Regions from separate parts of the Oryctolagus cuniculus genome. Here region 1 is linked to region 2. A link is a contact called in public Micro-C data. All regions are on one chromosome and are shown on one strand. The core of a region is the stretch at or near the end of the contact, and the rest is flanking DNA. Distances in the headings are between cores, read along the strand shown.

Evidence for each region. A called contact is a pair of places that touch in the nucleus more often than the background predicts.
Region 1: a contact with region 2 is called in a Micro-C map of ear pinna, with 4 times the contacts expected there. The contact joins the enhancer-like site here to the promoter of AZIN2 in region 2. A contact is called at or near these places in 4 of 6 Hi-C or Micro-C datasets (ear pinna, psoas muscle, skin fibroblasts and 1 more).

What each region holds. Positions count from the first base shown.
Region 1 is chr7:139,625,073-139,630,291 of mOryCun1.1, reverse strand. RNF19B (ring finger protein 19B) reads right to left here. Exons shown (of 9, transcript XM_070078806.1): 8 at 2,126-2,257. Among named protein-coding and RNA genes, the nearest start is that of RNF19B, 25 kb to the right of the region's middle. Within about 2 kb of position 3,626, at least 4 of the 8 cell types and tissues checked have an H3K27ac peak or open chromatin away from gene starts, as enhancers often do. A contact at or near this core is called in ear pinna, where this site is marked.
Region 2 is chr7:139,499,449-139,504,819 of mOryCun1.1, reverse strand. AZIN2 (antizyme inhibitor 2) reads left to right here and starts at 3,600. Exons shown (of 12, transcript NM_001294156.2): 1 at 3,600-3,751; 2 at 3,845-3,964; 3 at 4,590-4,767. The coding sequence starts at 4,663.

The sequences.
Region 1 (5,219 bases), core at 2,377-4,876, 130 kb before region 2:
ACTCGTAGGTTTTTTGATAATGTTTGATAAGGTTTGTTGATAATGCAAAATCAACACATCTCTTCCTCCTTATATAAAAATACTGTTTCCCAACTTGTAACCCTGCAACATTCACGGAGATCTCTTAAAAGCTACCTGGACGACCCTCCTCTGAAGTTCATGACTACCAGTAAGTCTAAGGCAGAAAATAGTAAATAAGGCCTTAACAGGAAACCGCACAGTTGCCTTTAAGGGCAAACAGGGTTGGTTTCATTGCCTCCTTCTCTACCTGCTGACTCAGCTACGAAGTCTTCAGGCTGACTCTATAGTCCAAAACAAACAGAGCTTTGCTTCCTGTCAGGCTGGAAGTCACTGGTTTATACATGACTCCACTGCAATTGGATTTGAATATAATCTTTCTTTCCTGGGGTTAGGAAAACTCAGATCTAGAGACTGTCAAAGATGTGGCATTCTGTTTCGAACACTTGGCTCTCTGTAGGACTATCCAAGCCAAGGAAAATGAGATGAGTTGAATTATGACAGAAATCTTTATTAAAATGTATCCTTCAGTAATGTTAGCATACATACAATATACACACATACATATGTACATTCTGACACACCTCATGGATTGCCAACATCAGTTTAACCAATAAATTAAAACTGAAAAAGGAGGGGGAAGAGGAGGGGGGCTAAGGGTAAAATTTTCATGTTTTATCTGTTAAGAAATTGCAAATTTCTCAGAATGTCCCTGGGGTAAACCTGTGACCAGAGAATCTCAAATAAAATACATAAATCCCCAACCCACCACCCCTCCAAAAAAAGATTCCAAAAGATGCAGTTACAACAAATGTGCTTCTCAGAACAGGAGTAGTCATTCCATTTCATACTCTAGCTTCTGCACCTTCTGGCTTCAAGACAGTCTGTCCCTCAGCTGGGGCAGAGAGGTTCCTATGGGCACTTGGGCTTGGTGCACCTTGGGTTCTGGGGGTCGAGGGGCAGGCTGCGGCCTGGGAGCGGGGAGAGCCACACTCATCTGAGGTGATGTCTGGCACATCATCGGACTGTGCATCTGAGCTCTCCAGGTCACTGCGGATGCTCTCGGGCTGGGCCAGGCTGATGTCTCGAGGTCTGCCGGCCAGGCAGTCTTTCTGTTCACAGTTTTGGTGTTTGCAGGGGGCGTCCTCTTCACCGCCGCCACCACCGCCACCTTCTTCATTCTCTGCCATTTGAGCATGAACGTGAAGTGAGTCCTCTGTGCTGCTTCCACTCACCAGCTGATAGTGGCTTGGTTTGGCTTCAATGTCCACTTGGATTTCCATGTTGTTGCATTCTCTGTGGAGACAAAATCCACTTTGCTGAGTCATGCATGGGTCATGCTGTACCTGTTGATAAAAGCAGTTTGTGGGTCCAGGATTAGGAAGTTCAAAAAAATAGGTAAACTGGACTAAGGCTCACTTTTAGCAAAAACAAAATTTTAACCTAATGGTCAGATAAGATGGAGAAGAGCAATTAGTAATTAATTCTGCTAATTATACACACACACACACACACACACATGGACGCCTGTGCACTCAGCCAGTCTCCTTAAACATCTGAAAAGTGCTTCCAAAATCCAACGGAGGGTCAGAGCCTCATATTGTCTTACTCAAAATAAGAAAATCTGTAGCTTTTTACTACTATGCCATAATTAAAAACCAGAATCCATACATTAAGTATTATCACAGTTACTCCATGCCAGATACACTCGCTAGCTTCTCAAATAAAAGAGAAACAGGCTATGAAAACCGTACAAAGCAAATGGTGAACAGAACCCCTAGACTCTCAGACATCAATGAACAATAAATAGTCCAGCTTTCTAAGTGCCGTGTAATTACACACTGTTGCAACAGCCAGGACCAGAGTGAGGGGGGGAAGGGAGGAAGAGAAAGGAAAAAGAAATTGCTAAAAATCAAGTGCTAACAACAAGAATCAAGAGATGCCAAAAAACACTCTAATGCTAAGAATGTGTTCAGTGGGTTCTCAGGGCACACTACATACCCCACTAGATGGTACACACAGCCCTGACATAAGGCATTGAGTTTCTGAGGACCTAGTACCTGAACAAAAATTGCAACCTCTCCTGGGCATCTGACTGTGCACATACCTGTCCTGTGGGTTGTAGGAACTGATTATGGAACCGGCCATAGCACGAGTGCTTGCGTTGTCACTAATTGCACCAAGACTGGCTGTGTCTTTGGGAAAAATCTCCTTTTGGACATCGGCTTGGACTTCTAACCTGTGTAAAGAGGGGACGTTTGAGTTAATAGGAGACCTGGGTATTCTGAGACAGTCTGCTTCCTGGCACACATCTCTTTCATTAGTCTCTTGCAAACTGTGATGATCTGTCTCATTTTCTCCAATTGTCAAACAGTTCAAATGCATTCCCACACATTTTCTTTCTGAAATCATCTACTGAAATCGTCCCCTCCTTTCTACCCCCAGTGCTACTCCTTAACTTCAAGACCTCAAATGCAATTGGACTCCCTTGAAGTCCAGGTCAAATGACCTCCAGACCAGTGCCAGAGTGGACAAAGACTCACTCACTAACAATCCTTTTAACTCTTGGCTCTTATTGTCAAGGAGCACATAAGGTCTTCCTGATCTGCCATGAAGCTCTCTCTCCAGTTCCATCTCTCACCACAGGTCCAGAACCACAGTCACTCCAATTTACATATTATGCCTCTATGACTTTGTATATGCTATTCCCCCACTCTATGGAAGTTTCCTTTCTGTAACTAAAAACTTACACCTATTAGTCCTTGACAACAAAGGAAGTATTTTCTCCCTCATTCTCTCAGCAAACCAGTCACCTCCAGCCTATACCTATCTATATCATATCAATTTATGCATCTCTCTCCCACTAATCTGTTGGTGCCACAAAAGGAGAGATCACATCTCATTCACATTTTATATTCCACGCCTTGTGCATAATAGGAACTTGGACATTTAGCAATCAAATTACTTCCAGGTCATAGCATGAAAGGACATACAGGAGCCAACCTCCTCCCTCCTTGTACAGCAGCACTTTCTCAATTGTGCTTCAGAGCTGAGAACCCGTAACTATTTCCTTTCTTGGCTCCGACACCACTTTGTTGCACACTTAAGTATTTCCTCATAATGGGTTTCACAGTCAAACCCATCTGACTCATTCACTTCCTATAAAAGAAAGGCTTTCACAGAACTGGAACAGCTGGACTGACTAAGCTGCAGTTTCAGCAAGTCAGTCTCCAATTATGTCTGTCTGCTTATTTACAGGGGTGTTGCTCTAAGGAAGCACAGCGGTGATTACTCCAGCGTGTGGGGGTGGGATTCCCTAACAAGAGACAGCAGAAGCATGAGACACAGACAGGTCAACCTCCATCCTGCCACCTGCACATTCAAGCAGCCTCCACCCTTTGCCTGCACCTCTGCTCTGCTGTTCCAGCCTCAGACGCCCTTCAAGAATTCGCCAAGGCCCAGGAAAATGAGGGAATACAATGGAAGAGTACACCAAGTCACAGATGTGGGTTCCAGTTTCAGCTCTGCCACAGGATTGGAAGAGTCTTGCTCAGGGCCACCTACCTAGGTGGTTTGCAGATGTTCATTCACATACTGGCTATGCTAGAATCAACTCAGGAGCTTTTTCAAAACAAAACCACTTCCTAGGTTCCACTCCAGGAGATTTAAATGATTAATTCTGGGACAGGGCCCTAAAATCTATTTTTAAGACACTCCCAGGTGACAAGCACTCAGGTGTGGGATCCAGTCCACCTGCCATCTGTTACTTGAATCCTTTTAATAGCCAAATGGCCATCTGGTCTTACTTTAAACACTTCCAGGGATAAGCAGCTCAGTATGTACCAAGGTATTTCTTTGCTTCTTTGAGCTTCTACATGGCTTTTTCCTATTTTCTCTATACTGAATCAAAATTAGTTTCCCTCTAGTTTCTGCCAAGTCATTTTAACCTACCTGTTGGCAGGATTCAAGGCAGTCCTATCTTTTTCCCAGGTGAAGCCCCTTCAGATAGCTGAAGGCAGCCATTTCCCCTATCTCCCCATCCTGCTTTGCCCTACCTTTATTCCTAACCAGGCTCCTCTTCTCCAGTGAAGTCAACTAAATCCTTCTCATAACATCTGTTATGCTCCTCTGAATATGACCACGAAGCAAGTCACAATCTTTTTAGTCATCAAGTTTTACATATTCTCAATATGAATTCAGAATTCATTTTCTCAGTTTTCACAGAATTTATTTTCCTTATCTATCAAATGGGACTAGGAAGGTAATCAGGATCACAGTATATAAGCCAACAAGATACAGCATAAATGGTCAACTGAAAGCCAAGGACAAGGCTAATGGAAGGTCCAGTCTTAGGAATGCTACAAAAATGGCTGGGGGCCAGTGCTGTGCATAGTAGGTTAAGCCTCCACCTGCAGTGCTAGCATCCCATATGGGTGCTGGTTCGAGTCCCAGCTGCTCCACTTCTCATCGACTCCCTGCTAATGGCCTGGGAAAGCAGTGGAAGATGGCCCAAGTGCATGGGCCCCTGTACCCACGTAGGAGACCTGGAAGAAGCTCCTGGCTCTTGGCTTTGGACTGGCCCAGCTCTGGCTATTATGGCCATTTCAGAAATGAGTCAGCGGATGGGAGACCTCTCCCTCTTTCCCTCTGTAACTCTGCCTCTCAAATAAATATTAAAAAAAAAGAAGAAAAGAAAAAATGTTTGCTCTTCCTACCTGAGGCATATAGGGAGGATCTAAAGTCAAGATTATTCTTTAGGAGTGGGTGTTTGGCACAGTAGTTAAGATGCCACTTGGCATAGTGGGTAAAGCCATTGCCTGCAACAATGGCATCCCATATGGGTGCCAGTTTGAGTTCCGACTGCTCCATTTCTGATCAGCTTCCTGCTAATGCACTTGGGAAAGCAATGGAAGATGGCCTAAGTCCTTGGGCCCCGGTCACCCACATGGGAGACCTGGAAGAAGTTCTGGGCTTCAGATCGGCACAGCTCCAGCTCTTCTGGCCATTTGGGGGAGTGAACTAGCAGATGGAAGATCTCTCTCTCTCTCTGTGTCCCTCTAACTCTGCCTTTCAAATAAATAAATAAAATATTTAAAAAAGATTTATTTATTTATTTGAAAGGCAGAGGCAGAGAGAGAGGGGTCTTCCGTCTGCTGCTTCACTCCCCAAATGACTACAATGGCTAGAGCTGGGTCAAACTG
Region 2 (5,371 bases), core at 2,351-4,850:
CTGATGGTTCACTCCCCAATTGGCCACAATGGCCGCAGCTGTGCTGATCTGAAGCCAGGAGCCAAGAGCTTCTTCTGAGTCTCCCACACGGGTGCAGGGGCCCAAGCACTTGGTCCTTCTTCTACTGCTTTCCCAAGCCATAGCAGAGAGCTGGATTGGCAGTGGAGCAGCCGGAACTTGAACCGGTGCCCATATGGGATTCTGGCACTGTAGGCGGCAGCTTTACCCACCAAGCCACAGCGTCGGCCGCCCATAGGCATTTTATTACTGCGGTGTTGGTGACTTGGATCACAAATGATTTAGGAAGAACAGTTGAAATTGGCCAGAGTTCAGAGACCCTTTATTCTGCTTTAGTACCCTGTTCTCCTTCCCCCTCCTTCTCTTCTCCTTCTTCTTCTTCTTTCTTCCTCTTCCTCCTCCTCCTTCTACTTCATCAGATTTATTTATTTACTTGAGAGGCAGAGTTACAGAGAGAGGGAGAACAGAGAGGTCAGTCTTCCATCTGCTGGTTCACTCCCCAGATGGCCGCAACAGTCAGAGCTGGGCTGATCCAGAGCCAGGAGGTAGGAGCTTCTTCCAGATCTCTCACGTGAGTGCAGGGGTTCTAGCACTGGGCCATCTTATACTGATTTTCCAGCCCATCAGCAGAGAGCTGGATCAGAAGAGTAGCAACCAGGGCTTGAACCAGTGCCCATATGGGATGCCAGAGCCACAGGCAGATGCTGAACCTACTACGCCACAGCGCCAGTCCCAGTTCCCTGTTCTTGAGGGCTCTGCAGAGCAACCATGGATGGCAGGAGAACAGTGGCAAGAGACTGGCAGGACAGGAGCCTTTGGGCCAGACGCCAGCAGATGACAGTAAATTTTGCTGAACTTTTGGCAAGCAGTCGAGCATAAAGGCTGAGGTCAGAATCGAGCTCTGCCCTTACTTGCTGTGTGATACTCAGCAGGTTATTGAACTTCTCGGAGCTTTAGAGTCCTTATCTGTAAAATGGGAACAATTATAGCTCTTGTGACATAGGGTTGCCATGGACATTCAGTGACATCACAGAGCCGGTAGGGACAAAGGCAAAGCCACAGCCTACCTATACACAGCCCAGGAGGCAGACCTATCTGCTCTGATTACTCACCCTTGAGATCGCAGATGGACAGAATGGATTCTGATTCATTCCTCCTTGCTCCTACTGAGGCACTCAGTAAGCACACTGAGTGCACCTATTTTGTGCCTCCTGTGTACCAGGTAACGAGAAGCTGGTGAGACAGACCCAGGATGTAGCATCCACAGCTGCCAGCTCTCAAGAATGAGCAAACAGAAGGCAGAACCAAAGCCAGAGCCTCCCCTCCCTGCACTTCCACCTTTCCAGGCTCTGCCGTGGCCATCCTGATGTGTTCCCTCCCCATCACAGACGCTTGTTCTCTTCCTCACGAGAGAAGACTAGGATGTGAGTTCTCATACTATGGTGTAAATGACTACCAAGCTCTCAAACCGTGGACCTACAAATGACCCTCCTGGAAGGCTGTCGCTGTGCACAGAAAGCCAGAGGGTTCCAGGTAGGAAGGTGTCCGAGAAGCCGGTCTGAACCCTCTCCGCACAAAGGGGGAAGCTGAGCTAGATAATAGTGTCCCAGGTCCTGGCAAGATGACTCAGCCAAGGACACTGAGCCATCCGGGGCCCACTGGGTGTGGAGCAGAAAATGGCCCTCCCTGACTCCAAGGTCACTGCCCCGCATCATCCGTGGAATGAGCGTGTTCTGGCCAGGTTGTGCACGGTGCCTTAGGCAGAGGCCAAAGTAGGACAAGAACTGTCTCTGGGCATTTTTTTCGAAAAATGTTACTTCGGCTGGCGCTGCAGCTCAATAGGCTAATCCTCCGCCTGCGGCGCCGGCACCCGGGTTCTAGTCCCGGTCGGGGCGCCAGATTCTGTCCCGGTTGCTCCTCTTCCAGTCCAGCTCTCTGCTGTGGCCTGGGAGTGCAGTGGAGGATGGCCCAAGTGCTTGGGCTCCTGCACCCGCATGGGAGACCAGGAAGAAGCACCTGGCTGCTGGCCAGATCAGCGTGGTGCGCTGGCCGCAGCAGCCACTTGGGGGGTGAACCAACGGAAAAAGGAAGACCTTTCTCTCTCTCTCTCTCTCTCTCTCTCTCTCTCTCTCTAACTCTACCTGTCAAAAAAAATCTGCTTTAAATGTTACTTTAAAGATTTATTTATTTGAAAGGCAGAGTTACAGAGAGAGGGAAAGAGGGAAAGAGAGAGAGATCTTCCATTTGCTGGTTCACTCCCCAATGGCCTCAGTGTCCAGGCCTGAGCCAGGCTGAAGCCAGGAGCTTCTTCTGGGTCTCCCATGTGGGTCAGGGGCCCAGGCACTTGGGCCATCTTCCACTGCTTTCCCAGGTGCATTAGCAGGGAGCTGAATTGGAATTGGAGTAACTAGGACACGAGCCAGCACCCCTATGGGATGCCAGCATCCTAGAGGGAGGCTTAACTCACATGCCACAAGGTGGGGATGGGGTTAGGGGGTGGAGCCAGAGCCTGTGGGTTTTAAAAAGGCCACCTGCTGCCAGCAGACGTGAGCACATGCTAGACCCAAAGCCCTGTGGCCACATGGGTAGGAAATGCTGCCTTCACGGAGCACGGAATTCTCCCACAGGTACAAGACTCTAGACTGCTGCCACCTCTTCCTGCTCCCGGCTGCTTTAAGGACCACAGTCGGGCAGAGCGAGACCATTGCTCCTTTTTTTTTTTTTTTTTTTTCTTTTCCAAGGGAGACCCAGCTGCGCCTGTACGGTTACTGCTCAGCTCAGCGTTTGCACGCGTTTCCAAGTAACACAGCTCCTGGGTCTTCTTGAGCTGTGGCGGTGAGCACTCTGAGGAGCCGGGCACTCAGCGCCTGCCCCGGGAGCTCACCCGGAAGCTGAGCCGTGCCGAATGAGGAGCGTGAGGCACCACAGGAACCCCAGCCGCCGGCCGCCAAAGCCAAAGAGGGAGGCCTCGGCGCAGGGGGATCTCGGCATGATCCGCAGAGGAGGTGCCATTCCCGGGATTTTGTCGGGAGGGAAGGAGGAGGTGCTTTGAGCTGGAGTCACTTCCCTTGACAGGTGAGCGCTGGCAGGGGGCAGGTGAGGGAGACCCCTCCCCGAGCTGGGCAGGTCCTCTCTGTCTGGAGGACATTTTAGCCGGGCTTTGGGTCGGGGGAGTCCTGGAATATGTGTAGAAGCGGCAATGAAACAAAACCGCATTTTATTAGAAACACAGAGATGGCATTGGATCCGCACTCGAGGGATGAGCGAGCCGCTCCTGAGGAGCGGAGGGCGCAGCGGCAGCATCGAAGAGGCTTCCCGCCCACGCTCTGAGACCCAAGTGCCGCATCCGAGGCCGCCTCCCGCGCACACCCGCGCAACCCTGCGCTCCCGACCCGCCGGCGTGCGGCGGCCGCGGCACCGCGGCGCGGGTTTGCGGAGACGCTGCGCCGCGCTGAATGCTTTATGTCGGAATGGACCAATGGGATGGCGGCACCCGGTTGCCAGGGCTACACGGCGAGCGGGGGCGGAGCCGGGGCGCCGTGGGCGGAGCCGGGGCGGGGCTTATATAAGCGGGCGGCGGGCGCAAGGCGGGGCGTGGGGTCGGTGGCCGCTGGGCGGGTGGGGCGCAGGCCGCGGGGCCCGAGCCGGGGGGAGCGAGCGAGCGGAGGAGCCGAGGATCCGATTCACTCGCTGGGGAGACCTATGGGCCGAAGCCGTGTAAATGCGTTTTAAGGCGAGTGCGGGGGGTGGCTGGGGAGCCTCGGGCAGCGGCAGCCCCGGGCCAGGGCGCTCACCTGCTCCCCGGGCGCCGCTTGCCTCCTCTCAGCAGGGGCCTCGGCTCCGCAACTGCCACTCCTCCTCGGGGTGTTGCACAAGTTTCGAGGTCACCGGCGACCCCCCCTAGCAGCGCGCCTGCTCTGGCCCCCGCGAAGGAGGACGGGGCTTGGTAAGGGGGTCCAGAGGGTGGGGCGGGACCTCGGCCCTGCGCTCGGGAGGGGTCACCTGACAGAGCCTTAGCCTACGGAGCGCTCCCGGGAGCTCGCGTCCCCCGCCCACCACGGGGCGCCCCCTCCTGGCACGTCGGGAGCAGCCCGAACACCCTCTCCAGACGGGGAAACTGAGGCCCTGAGAGCTGAGTGCGCTAGAATCTAAGTTTCTATTCTGAGGCTGAGACCCCCCCTGGGTGTGGCTACCAAAACCCCACCGGGTGGGCGTGGCCAGGAGGGGGGGCGGTGGAGCTGGAAACTTCCCCACTCAAGTTTCTTATATTTTTTCTCTCATTCATTCCCTCTTTCCAAAGACCCAGAATTGCAGAACTGAAAAGGATCTTAAAAAAATTTTTTTTACAGATGTAGCCACTGAGGCTCGAGAGCCGGTGACATCTAGGCCTACGAGGCCTGGTCCCAGGGCTGCATCTAGGATTCTTGCCCGCCCACCCCCAGCAGCCCCAGTGAATTTCAGCTCCCGGGCTCGCGCTGGGGGCCGGGCGCGGTGGGACTGGGACGGGAGGGAGGGAGGCGGCTGCGGAGCCGGAGCCTGCCCCCAGCCCCGCTCTCCGTGTGTCCCCGCAGTGTTGCATACTTTCTAAGGCGTTGGCGGCGGCGGCGGGGGCTCCATCCAGGTCGCCGGCCGCTCTTCCTCGGCATGGCTGGCTACCTGAGGGAAGCGGACTTCGTGATGGTGGAAGAGGGTTTCAGCACCCGCGACCTGCTGGAGGAGCTCACTCTGGGGGCCTCCCAGGCCACCACGGTGAGGGCTGCGAGAGGGGGTGGGGCCCCTGCCTGGGGGAGCCCTCGCTGGTTCCTGTGCGGTTCAGCCCTTGCTCTGTGCCCGAGACGGGCTCCTCTTCTCCCCATTCCTGGCCCTAGATGGAGGGCTACTCCTGAGCACGCTGGGCCTTCTCTGCTCCTCCCCCTCTCCGTGGCTCCCGCAGGCATCCAGGGTAGGGAGCTCTGTGCATCTGGCCTCCTGAGATAACTCACCAGGGTGCTCCTCTCACATCCCCCTCACTGTCTTAGCAGCCCACCCCCACCTGCATCACAGCCCTGCTGCAGCCTGGAGTTCTTTGGCAGCGCCCCAGTGCTTACAGGATCACAGATCAGTCCCTGCCTTCCCGCAGGGCGCACTAGGCTTGTCAGTGCCCAGTGACTCTGTTCATGTTTCCCAGGGAGGCCACGCACTGTTGGCACACCTTTGCCCAGGCTGTGCCTCTGCCTGGAAGGCTCTCCCCTCAGCCTCTCCCCTTCACAAAATACCCCCTTTGCACCTTCTTTTATAAGAGTTATGTTTGAAAGAGCTACAGAGAGGGAGGGAGAGACAAGAGAGATCTTCCATTCATTGATTCACCCCTCAG